Regions from separate parts of the Macaca mulatta genome. Here region 2 is linked to region 1. Evidence: chromatin contacts called from public Hi-C data. All regions are on one chromosome and are shown on one strand. Each heading gives the region's core, a stretch centred on a gene start, on an enhancer-like site or on the middle of the called end of the contact. The rest is flanking DNA. Distances are from core to core; before and after follow the strand shown. Region 1 holds the start of ANKAR (ankyrin and armadillo repeat containing). Region 2 holds the start of OSGEPL1 (O-sialoglycoprotein endopeptidase like 1).

Region 1 (6,164 bases), core at 2,080-4,579:
TCAACCAATGAGTAGATAAAGAAAAAGTGGTGGCCGGGTGCAGTGGCTCATGTCTGTAATCCTAGCATTCTAGGAAGTCAAGATGGGAGGATCGTTTGAGGCCAGGGGTTCGAGGCCAGCCTGTTCAACATAGGGAGACCCCCATTTCCAAAAAAAAAAAAGAAAATATATATACCATGGAATACTACTCAGCCATAAAAATGAATGAAATAATGGCATTCACAGCAACATGGATGGAGTTGGAGACCATTATTCTAAGTGAAGTAACTCAGGAATGGCAAGCCAAGTATTCTATGTTCACCCTTATAAGTGGGAGCTAAGCTATGAGGATGCAAAGGCATAAGAATGATATAATGGACTTTGGGGACTCTAGAGGAAAGGTAGGAGGAGAGTGAGGGATAAAAGTCTATACATGGGGTACCATGTACACTGCTCGGGTGACCGGTGCACCAAAATCTCAGAAATCACCACTAAAGAACTTAGCCATGTAACCAAAAATCACCTGTTCCCCCAAAAACTACCGAAATAAAATTTAAACATTTAAAAAATGGCTTTGAATAAAAATAATTAAGAAGGGGCCACCTGCAGTGACTCACACCTGTAATCCCAGCACTTTGGGAGGCCTGGGTGGGTGAATGGCTTGAGCTCAGGAGTTCGTGACCACCCTGGGCAACGCAGTAAGACTCCGTCTCAAAAAAAAAAAAAAAAAAAAAAAAATATTTTAAGAAGTGTTAAATTCTCTTACCTGCTGAACTAAACTCTGAAAAAATGTCTTTATTTGTTTGAGGTTTTCCATCGGCATCAATGTCCATGATGGTACGCCACAATTCAGAGAATCTAGCTCGTTTTTCTTTGGGCATATATATTCCATGCCATAGTGCTTTCAGCATGTAGTCAATATTAATCAGAATTTGCCCAATTCTGGTATCATAATAAGCTGGAGGTAACTGACAAGAAGAACTCTGATCATAATTAGCTTCTAAACTGATGGAAGGGATTTGATTTAGGCAATAAATTCCAATAGCCAACTCTCTTATCATTTGATGGACTTCTCTATAGTCTAAGAGGGCAGTAGGGTCCACGGGAGTCAGTAGGATTGCAGTGGAGAAGCCTACATTATTCATTTGACTCATAATTCCACACGGGAGGTCTCCTTGAGAGCGAACATCTTCTTTGGTAGACAACCAGCTAACTAGTGCAGTAGTTAGTAACTCTTGTATTTCACTCCGATCATATTTTTCAAAAAAAGCAGATGCATTTCTTTGTATTGCTAAATTTTCCAGGTAGGTTTCTTCATCTTGAACTTGCTCAAATCTAGGTAATCCTTTTTTGGGCAATCTTAACATTTCCAATTAAATCTAGTGTGTCCTTTTTGAAACTTCTGCAATGAATAAAAAGGAAAAGATTATCAATAAAATCTGACATGGCAATGACACTGGATTTCTGTAGAAATAAATCTGTACCTTTCACCTATATAAGGTTAATTTTTCATGGTCAACGGTTACAGTTTTCAAATTAAAAATAACTGCAGTACATGAAAGCTGAAATTTGAATTAAAATAATTAAAATTATAAAATCTTTAATATTAACCATGTTCTGCTTTTCAAAGAAGTCAAAAGACAAGAAGATGCATGTCAAAAATAAATGTTAAGTTTATGTGTGAGAAGCTACTGTTACATACCTATTTTGTTGTTGGAGAGGCATTCTTTTGTGTATGTTTGTGTCTGTCTGTGTTGCTATAAAGTAGTACCTGAGACTGCATAATTTATAAAGAAAAGAGGTTTATTTGGCTCACAAGTCTGCAGGCTGTACAAGCATGGCACCAGCATCTGCTCAGCTTCTGGGGAGACCAAGCTTACAATCATGGTGGAAGGGGAAGGGGAGCCAGTGTGTCACATGGTAAGAGAGGGAACAATAGAGAGAAAGGGGAGGTGTCTATTCTTAAACAAACAGATCTTTCATGAGCTCAGAGGTAGAGTTCACTCTGCCAGGAAAGCATCAAACCATTCATGAGGGATCCGCCCCCATAATCCAAACACCCCACAACAAGCCCTACCTCCAACATTGGGGAATCTATTTTAACATGAGATTTGGCGGGGATAAATATCCAAACCATATGGATATTTATTTTGTTTTCAGTTTTTTAAAGCAAGACTATAATGACCTGCATGAAAGAAAAGGAAAGGGCAGGGCGCGGTGGCACACGCAAGTAATCCCAGCATTTTGGGAGGCCGAGGCAGGCAGATCACCTGAGGTCAGGAGTTCGAGACCAGCCTGACAAACATGGAGAAACCCCGTCTCTACTAAAAATACAAAATTAGCCAAACGTGGTGTTATGCCTGTAATCCCAGCTACTCAGGGAGGCTGAGACAGGAGAATCACTTGAACCTGGGAGGCAGAGGTTACAGTGAGCCAAGATCGCGCCATTGCACTCTAGCGTGGGCAACAAGTGTGAAACACTGTCTCAAAAAAGAAGAAAAAGAAAAGGAAAGCAGCATCTGCTTAACCTTCAATTTCTGTGCCAATGAATGCCTCTCTATTCCTTAAATAATAATAACCACAACTACTATTTATTGAGCATCTACTATATGTCAGGCTCTTTACTATAGAATGGTTTTATTTATTTCATCTGATTGGTCTCTATTATATAGTGGTTCTCAAAATTTAGCTTGTATCAAAATCACCTGGGGCTTGTTCAAATACAAATCACTGAAACCCACCACTGAGTTTCTGATTCAATGAGCTGTAGTGGGGCCAGGAAATATGCATTTTAGTAAAGTTACAGGAAATGCCGATACTGATTGTTTGGGCGCCACACCTGAGACCCCAGGTGAGTGAGTCAGACCTTGTTATGCCCACTTTATAGAGGCAGAAACGGAGACCAGGAGGTTGCAGGACATGTCTGAGGTTTTACGCCTTTCAGAAACAGAACCCACGTCTGTCCATACTCAAGCCCAGACCCACGTCTAAAAGCAGCTCGCGTCAGCCATGGGCACGGGAAAGGGGATAGAACAAGGAAAGGGGAGGAACCTACTCTAGAATGACTGTTTTCTTGTCCGAGAGAGGGGCGCTGCGTCCGCGCCGTTCCAGTGGGGCTGGGAACAGTCGTCGCCGCCTTAGATGACTTCTTGCGGGGCCTTGAATCCGCCCTCAGGGCCCCTGCATGGGCCAGCGGGAGGCGCACCGGAAGGAACTGAGAGGAACTTTCAGGGCTTTTCGCCCCACCGTGTCTGCCCGGCCCTCCTCGCCGCGCCGGCCAACACTGCCGCCGCCCGGGCGCGGGTCGAAGCGGTTGGTCCTCCGGGTCGTGGGGTGGCGGGGCCGCTCCTGAGGCGGAGCTTGCGGGCGACTAGGCCTGGTGCATCCCGCAGCAGCACCAGCGCCCCCCAGGCGGCGCCCGGCCACTTGGCTGGCTCAGACCCGCCGCGTGCTCATCTTCCCAAGCCCGCTTTAGCGCTCAGTCCAGCCGCATGCCGTGGGCACTGTGCCGCCCTCACTATCTGCCTCTGCTAAAACACCAAAACAGAGTGGCAGAGGAGAAAGCGCCGGGCGTTGAGGCAGTCCCGAGTTGGAATGCCACCTCCATCATCATTCTTTCATTCAACAAGCATTTATGGAACACCTATTATGAGTCAGGCACTGGAAACCTTAGAAAACAGGGCAGACACGAAACCCCAAGAAGCTTACAGTTGAACAGATCATCTCGCAGCTATATTTAACAGTGTGCCAATATTAGATGGAATGACAGCACTCGAATGAAAGCTAACCTAGCTCAGGGCTCGGAAAGGCTGCCTGAGGAAGTGCCCTTTCCCCCTCCGGGCCTAGAAAATGAAAAAGAGCTACCCAAGCAAAGAACTGGACAAGTAGCTTTTCAGGAACAGGGAACAGCAGGAGAGAAAGAAATGAAGTGAGAACAAAGTTGAAATGATTGAGAAACCGAGCAAAACCCTGCTTAGGGAACAAGAGAGATGGGGGCACAAACCGAGCTGCAGAGGTGCGCGATCGACAGATCATGCAGGCTGCTGAGTAATGATTTTGAATTTCATCCCAAAGGATTAGCCTAGAGTAGTGGCAGTGGAGGTGGGGCTCAGGGACTGTGGACAGATTTGAAAAATAATGAGGTTGCCTGTTGGTGACAGATTGAATGGGGATATGTTGAAAAAGAAGGTTGTGTCCAAGTGAGAGCCACATTTTTGTCAGGAGCAACAGGATATCAGGGCAAGATTAAGAGTTCAGTTGTGTACATAATTGACCTTGAAATACCTGTGAGAGAAACTGAGATGTGAGATATGCTTTAGATAAACAGTTCTGGGCTAAGAATGGCAGTAACGGTTAGACGTATAAATTTTGGCAGGTTTATAGTAATTGAAGCCAGGGGTGGGGTTGAAATCACCAAGGGAGAGCGTACAGAATGAGGAGTTGAGAACCAAGGATTAGAGACCCGAGAAATTTAACATTTAAAGGTCAGGTAGAGAGAGTGGAATCAGCAAAGAAGACAATGAAAGAACAGCCAAGAAGGCAGGAGGAAAACCAAAATTGGTCACAGAAGCCGAAGAAGTGTGTGGGGAAAAAAAAAAAAGGAATGGCCAACTTTATTGGATGCTGCTGCTCGGTCAGGGGAGACGAGAACAAACTCTTCCACTGAATGTAGCAACATGGAAGTTCTTGGTGACTGTTTGGGGCAGAATTTCTCTTCCAGTAATCAAGTCATTATTTTAGCTACCATGGAAATAAATATTAATTTAAGAGGACTATTCCAGGGCTTTTTTTTTTTTTTTTTTTTTTACAGAGATGTGAATGTTTGCACTTAATATGAACCATATATGTACATTCTCCTACTTCAAGGATTTCCCCCCACCCCCAGGTAGACAAATGGTTTGTTCCATGTGTCCCAAATCTTGGTAAAGAGTTGTCTCCTTTTTTAAAGGATCAACACAGGACTCCATCCCAGAGCTAATGAGATTGAATAGCAGAAGGTTGTAAATACCCAGGCCCTCTTGGTATTCATACACATGCATGTATATCCTCTCTCTCTCTCTGTCTCTCTCACAAGTATCCTTCTGGAGCAGATGACCTGGAAATTCCTTATAAAAATTTGACTGATTAATACATTTAAATCTCATAGAATAGAGTAGCCCCTGGAATATAGCATTATTAAGTCATAGCTATTTTCAGTATTGAACTGTATTTTTGTTATAATATTCAATTCTAAGCCGTGGGGCAAACCTCTTAAGTTCATCTACTCCCAATATAAGCAATGTCAATTTAGTGCTCAGGTCCACACAGACACTTGAAGTTGTCTGCTTCCAGATTGAGGGGTGAAAGCTATGTAGGTAGTATCTAAATTTGGGTTGAACATTGCATCTTCCAGGGAATAAATTCGGGGCATGTGAAAGCCCTTGCCAGGTTACTGACCTGTTTGTCAGGATCATAAAATTTCTTTGCTACTATGATTAAAGAATCAAAGGGTGGCCAGATCCAGAAACAGTGTCAACCCTAATGGACAGATTTCACAGTGACACTGGTATGGCAGTTAACAGTTGAGTAATATGGGTGGATGTCAGGTTGGAGTGAATAGACAAAAAGGTGGGGAGAGTGACTGTGGATGAGAGGCAAGACATGGTAAATAGAGGAAGACGTATTCATCCTTGTCTTCAGGTTGACTAGGCTGAGGAGGAGGAGGAAGGGCTGGTTTTGCTGTCTCAGGGGTGGCAGAGGCAGAAGAAAATCCACATATAAGTGGAACTGCACAGTTCCAATGTGCTGTTCAGGGGTCAACTGTAATCTTAAAAAGTTATTGGGGTGGGAAAATGACCTGCCTAAAGAGATGTAATAGAAGTAACAAGTACTGTTCAGGAGGATGAACCTCAAGCAAATTGTTTAACTTCTTTAAACCTGTAGTTCTTTCATCTGTGAAACACGACCCTGTCTAAACCACGGTCCCTGAGGAGAGGGAACTGAATCATTTCTGGATGGAACTATCAAAGAGAGTGAGTCTGGGAAAACAAACTTTCTCTTCCCTCTCACACAACACTTCTGACATCAGATGTGTGGATTTTTTCTACACCAAGCAATTCTCCAGCTCTCTGAATACCAGCTGGGTATCCTACAGTTTAAACCTGCCTCTATCTTCCTGGAGTTAGTGTCAGATCCTTCAACTTAAG
Region 2 (6,164 bases), core at 1,051-3,550, 93 kb before region 1:
TGGTGGCAGGCACCTGTAGTCCCAGCTACTCGGAAGGCTGAGGCAGGAGAATCGCTTGAACCCAAGAGGTGGAGGTTGCAGTGAGCTGAGATGACACCACTGCACTCCAGCCTGGTGACAGAGTGAGACTCCATCTAAAAAAAAAGAAAAAGAAGATTCTTCTATGTATTAATATATAATATGTATTAATAATACAATTTTCCTCTGAAGGCTACAAATGGAAAGTTAGACACACAGTATCTGAGACAAAATAAGCATATCTAGATACAGCTGGAACTCTTGATTTATGTTAAGCTTACATAGGCCATATTTGTTGAGAATGCCCATGAGTGGCATTCTAGCTGTATCTGCATAAAAGTACAGACAGGACTCAGCATACATGCCTTTCCCCCAATAACCCTCTCCTATGTTACAATAAGAACATACAAAATGTACACCTTTGCTAAATACATGGGACTTGTATAAGTGCCACTTCACATATATTTGGTCAAGGGAAAGATAAAATTCCTTACTAATGTGCCCTAGAGTTCTCCTGTTTCACATAATACAGCATTTGGACTCAACACTGGCCAAGAGTGCCTAGATGAGGAATCTACCAATGATAGCACACACAGGATCTTGCTTGTCTTGACAGCACAGAAGAGCATTGGGATACACCTGCTGAACATAATTGGAATTGTAAGAAAAATAATACCTGATGTGAAAGGTTTTATGTTCAAACTGGATTCCAGTGTATAACAGAAATAACCTCTGACCCCTCTAACAGTATGACTAATTTTTCTTAACCTTTAGGTTTTAATTTTTCTTTTTTTCCTTTTTTAGGCCAACAGTGCACCCTAGAGAAAATGTGAGTTATTTTCTCTTCTAGCAGTTAAGAAAACAGACTCCAGTGCCAGATGGCCTGACTTCTAATCCTAGCTTTGCTTTTCCTAGTTGTGTGACCTCCAAAGCACCCAAAATCTGTGGCCCAGTTGCCTGTAAAATGAGGACAGAGACTACTTCATGGGATTGTGAAAGAAATTAATCTACAACAGGTGCCTGGTACATAGTGCCACTTTATCATTATTGTTATTGTTATACATAAATGAAATTTTTGAAAAACACAAATTCCAACTAAAAAACCTCAACCATATTCTGGCAATTATTTACTTATTTATCTGTATCTACCTCTAGACTGTACTCTGGCTTCCCAACATGTTGTTATGGGATTTACTCATCTTTTATACCCAGAGCTTCACAACGTGCAAAGTGCAGGTATATATGCCAGCCCTGTACAACAGTGGATTCTAAGGTCCTTGCTTACTAAAATCTTAAATACCAGCGTGGGAGAAGACTGACTCTTGAACTAAATCTGTTCAAACAATGTTCAAAACAAAGTTCACAAACCAATAAAAGAAAAAAAAAGAAAAAGCAGGTGCAAGACTCTGAAAACATACCATGCTGAATTTCGTGTACATAGTAAGCAAGGACAATAAAATGCATTATGAAAATAGGATTTTTTAAGGCAACTGAATATTTACCACAGCCTTTTTTTTTTTTTTTTTTTTTTTTTTTTGAGACAGTCTCCCTCTGTAGATCAGGCTAGAGTGCAGTGGCGCGATCTCGGCTTACTGCTACCTCCGCCTCCCGGGTCCCAGTTCAAGCAGTTCTCCTGCCTCAGTCTCCCGAGTTTTGTTTTGTTTTAATTGTAAAAATAAGCCAGTCCCTTTCTTCCTAGTGAAGTGGGAGAAACGGTTTACACTGTCCGACCAGAAACACTTCCGTTCTCTGGGACTCCTGCTAGGGGGCGCCGCTAGATTCCATCCTATTTCTCCGATACAAGTATCAGGTACCTCACCCCTACCTTTAGATTTGGTGATAATTCCCTTAAAAATAGAATGACGAATAATCTACCCCATCCTTTTCTCACAGTAGCAACCAAATTCCAGCCAAGGGCAAAAAAAAAAAAATTACTTTTTAATGTAGCTTAGTGTTTGGAACTTGATGTTGTGTAGTCAGACAAACCTGTATTCGGTCTCCGCTGGATCAGTCACTAGCTGTGTAATTTTACAGAACTCTCATCACCTGCAAATCTGGGGGGAAATGCGGGCGCGCACAGAGAGCGTTTCGAGCAAAGACGGCCTTTAAGCTTTTCTTCACTAAGCGTGCGGCTCTCCAGTGAAACAGCAGCTAGCTCTGGAAGGGACCTTGCACGGTGTCGATGACATCACTTCCGGGCGCCAGGTTCGGGTTTTCTCCTGCAGCAATAAGGGCAGTCGACAGTCTTTACTAGGGAAAGGAGACAAGTGCTGGCTACTACCGCCCAAAAGGAAGGTGGGTGAAATTGCTCACTCTTCACCCCACTGACGCTTTTGCGCATCTGGAAAAGCGGTTCCAGTTTGCGCCCTTCGCCGCCTTAGAGCCTACCGGAGACCAGCGCTACCCAAGTCACGTGGGTTCACACTGCAGCTTTCTTGGCCCGAAAGGGTAGTGCTTCGCACAATCCTCCCTGTCCAGATTTTGTTAATGCACATCTAATTCCTCCACGTTGTGTCTGTCTGGGCTGCACTTGCCGCAACTGCCCTCTGCAAATAGGTCGCTCATCTCTAATCCCTAGGATGCCCTGTGTCCCTTTAGTGTGGTGGAGAAAGAACCTGCTTTAACACCCAGAAAGTTTTATAACGGATGATATGGGGGCATGAAATTAGGTACTTCGCAGTGTGAAAATACTAGTGTGCTTTAGTGATGGGCTGCTATTATTTTGGGGGAAAAGGATTTGGGAAGATCCTTGTTATGACAAAACCTATAGCAAAAAGTGGAGATTTAATTTCAAAGATTGTAATTAAGGATAAAATAGGTGTTAGGTTGCAGTTGGTGTGTGTGTTTATGTTAACTCTTGTTTTTGAACCAAATGATCCAGTTTTATTTTGAAAGGTGTTTTTAGGAAATAGAATACATTAACAGTATTTTTATCTGTTCCATCTGCCTTTGTTGTTTGATTCTTGTTAGAAAAATCCATATTTTGTCTTAATTTTAGCTGTCAGAAAATAAATAGCACTTTTCAGAGGACTCGTACTGTATATTAGCTGTCATACTGTATATTATCGTACTGTATATTAGCTGTCTTAATAATAAGTCTTTTGGTAGGAACAGCATGCAAGTAATAATAATACTAAAAAATTTTATATCTGACCCGTTTTCCCCCTTGGAGAATATTATATTCATTCATAATATTATTTATATTCACATGTTGCTATAGCCTTTACAAAATTTTGGTGAGTTTTTACAAACTGTCCTGTAATTCTATAAAATTATATATTGAAAAATAAGCTGGCTAATGTCAGATGCAAATAATAAGTTGTTTCTGTAATTCTGTTTCAGGAATTATCTATAGAGTCAGTATGCTAATCTTGAATAAGACAGCAGGAGTTTTTTTTAAACCATCAAAAAGGAAAGTTTATGAATTTTTAAGAAGTTTTAATTTTCATCCTGGAACACTATTTCTTCACAAAATAGTATTGGGAATTGAAACCAGTTGTGATGATACAGCAGCTGCTGTGGTGGATGAAACTGGAAATGTGTTGGGAGAAGCAATACATTCCCAAACTGAAGTTCATTTAAAGTAAGTAGACATTATCTTAGTCATTTCCACTTTTTTGGAAAAAGTAAAATCATTCTTTTGTATTTGTCATATATAAAAGTTTTCAGGAGCTGCTGTCTTATTCCTTTTTGCAAACACTTTTAATAACTGCTATTTAGAAAACCTCAAACACCTCATCTTGGCTTTTAAGGGTCTTCACAATAAGGTCCCAACCTTAACTAATCCTGTTGCCAAAAGATACTGAGCTCATTCCCAGCTTCAGTATTTATCGATGATTTTCCTTCAGTAATGCATTCCTTCTTTTCTCCACTTCTATGTTTCATGGTCTCAGCTGAAGTCCTAGGAAAACTGTGTTAGTCATTGAAAAAAAAAATCCTGTTCATATTTATACATATAAATTGTGTTAGTACTTAAATAAATAATAATACACTGTTGTATTAAAGCATAGAATGGTGCAAGGATTGTAAACTGAGATGTTTGTGGAGGACCACCAGGCAGGTTACCTCAATAAATGGACAAGATAAAAAGTGGAAAATGTCTGGAGGAAGTCACCACTCAGCTCTAGCCAGTTGTCATGCGGGAATGCAGGACCTGTGTTATTAGATTATTACAGTTTTCAAGAGAAAATGGAAATCCAGATTTTTTGTGTGTGTGTAAGACAGAGTCTCACTCTGTCACCAGGCTGGAGTACAGTGGCATGATCTCAGCTCACTGCAACCTCCGGCTCCCGCGTTCAAGCGATTCCCGTCTCAGCCTCCCAAGTAGCTGGGACTACCTGCGCGCATCACCACGCCCAGCTAATTTTTTTGTATTTTAGTAGAGACAGGGTTTCACCATGTTGGCCATGATGGTCTCGATCTCCTGACCTCGTGATCCACCTGCCTCAGCCTCCCAAAGTGTGGGGATTACAGGCGTGAGCCACTGCGCCTGGCCGGAAATCCAGATTTTTAATGTTGTATTTCCAGATTTTTAAAATTAGTAGCTAATTTAAAATATATTAAAATACTCTACAGATGAGTATGCCTTTAAGCTATCAATTGACAACATCTGAATAGTGAAAAAGCCTGGTATTTTGGAATGACAGTCCTGTATTTGAATCCTGAATTAAGCACTTGGTATTGGCTCTGTAACTGTAGGCAAGTTCCATATCCTCTCTGATTCTGTTTTCACATCAGTAAAATAGGAAAATTGGCTGGGCGCAGTGGCTCACGCCTGTAATCCCAGCACTTTGGGAGGCTAAGGCGGGCAATCACGAGGTCAGGAGATTGAGACCATCCTGGCTAACATGGTGAAGCCCCGTCTCTACTAAAAATACAAAAAAAAAATTAGTTGGGCGTGGTGGTGGGCGCCTGTAGTCCCAGCTACTCAGGAGGCTGAGGCAGGAGAATGGCATGAACCCGGGAGGCGGAGCTTGCAGTGAGCCGAGATCACACCACTGGACTTCAGCCTGGGTGACAGAGGGAGACTCTGTCTCAAAAAATAATAATAAGTAAATAAAATAACATCTGCCTTATAGAATTACGGGAGGGTGGCGTTAGAAATGATATATGTAAAGAGGCAGATTAAGCCTCAAACAATAACTATGTGAAAGGGACTGTGTTGGATATTAGTAAGGCACTGTGAAGTACTGCAAAGTCCTTGGTTTCAGGAAGCTTAACTTGATTATGGAGACATGATGTCTAGACCTACAAGGAAAATTAATAGTGCAAGGCAGCATAAGGTAAAACAAGTGGTGCAGACAGTAACTAGTATTACCGTGCCTTCACAGTCCTTTCAGTTTTTCCTGAGTGCACTGAACTTTTGAACATGTAAACGTTAATGGCACAGAAAGGACTACCCTGACCACTTTATCTAAATTAGGTACTCCCATCCTGTTTATTCTGTATCATCATATCCTGCATGTTTTCTTTGTAATATTTTCACAATTTATACATTTGCTTGTGTATGTATCATCGCAGTAGAGTCTAAGTGCCATGGTGACAGGGGCCATGTCTATATTAATCACTATGCTATACCTAGTGCCCAACACAATGTTTGACACATCACAGGTGTTCAGTGGCCTTTCGTTAGGCCTTCAGTGAATGGAGATGGAAAGAATATTATAAACTGGCTGTGTTAGTTCATTCTTGCATTGCTATAAAGAAATACCTGAGACTGGGTAATTTATAAAGAAAAGAGGTTTAATTGGTTCACGTTTCCACAGGCTGTGTAGGAAACATGGCAGCATCTGCTTCTGGGGAGGCCCCAGGGAGCTTTTACTCATGAGGGAAGGCAAAGTGGGAGTAGGCATCTTACATGGCAGGAGCAGGACCGAAAGAGAGGGGTGAGGTGCTACACACTTTTTTTTTTTTTTTTTGAGATGGAGTTTCACTCTTGTTGCCCAGGCCAGAGTGCAATGGTGTGATCTCGGCTCACCACAACCTCTGCCTCCTGGATTCAAGCGATTCTCCCCGCTCAGCCTCCGGGTAGCTGGGATTATAGGCATGCTCCACCATGACCGGCTAATTTTGTATTTTTAGTAGAGGTGGGGTTTCTCTGTGTTGGTCAGGTTGGTCTCGAACTCCCGACCTCAAGTGATCCACCC

What was found. A called contact is a pair of places that touch in the nucleus more often than the background predicts.
Region 2: a Hi-C map of blood shows a contact between it and region 1, with 3 times the contacts expected there. The contact joins the promoter of OSGEPL1 here to the promoter of ANKAR in region 1. A contact is called at or near these places in 4 of 14 Hi-C or Micro-C datasets (CD4 T cells, blood, fetal cortex germinal zone and 1 more).

What each region holds. Positions count from the first base shown.
Region 1 is chr12:94,662,068-94,668,231 of T2T-MMU8v2.0, reverse strand. ANKAR (ankyrin and armadillo repeat containing) reads right to left here and starts at 3,329. Exons shown (of 23, transcript XM_015110530.3): 1 at 3,035-3,329; 2 at 746-1,381. The coding sequence starts at 1,346.
Region 2 is chr12:94,753,874-94,760,037 of T2T-MMU8v2.0, reverse strand. OSGEPL1 (O-sialoglycoprotein endopeptidase like 1) reads left to right here and starts at 2,300. Exons shown (of 8, transcript NM_001261190.1): 1 at 2,300-2,313; 2 at 3,361-3,601. The coding sequence starts at 3,381. LOC144333435 (a long non-coding RNA gene) reads right to left here and starts at 2,218. Exons shown (of 2, transcript XR_013402081.1): 1 at 2,005-2,218; 2 at 1-134.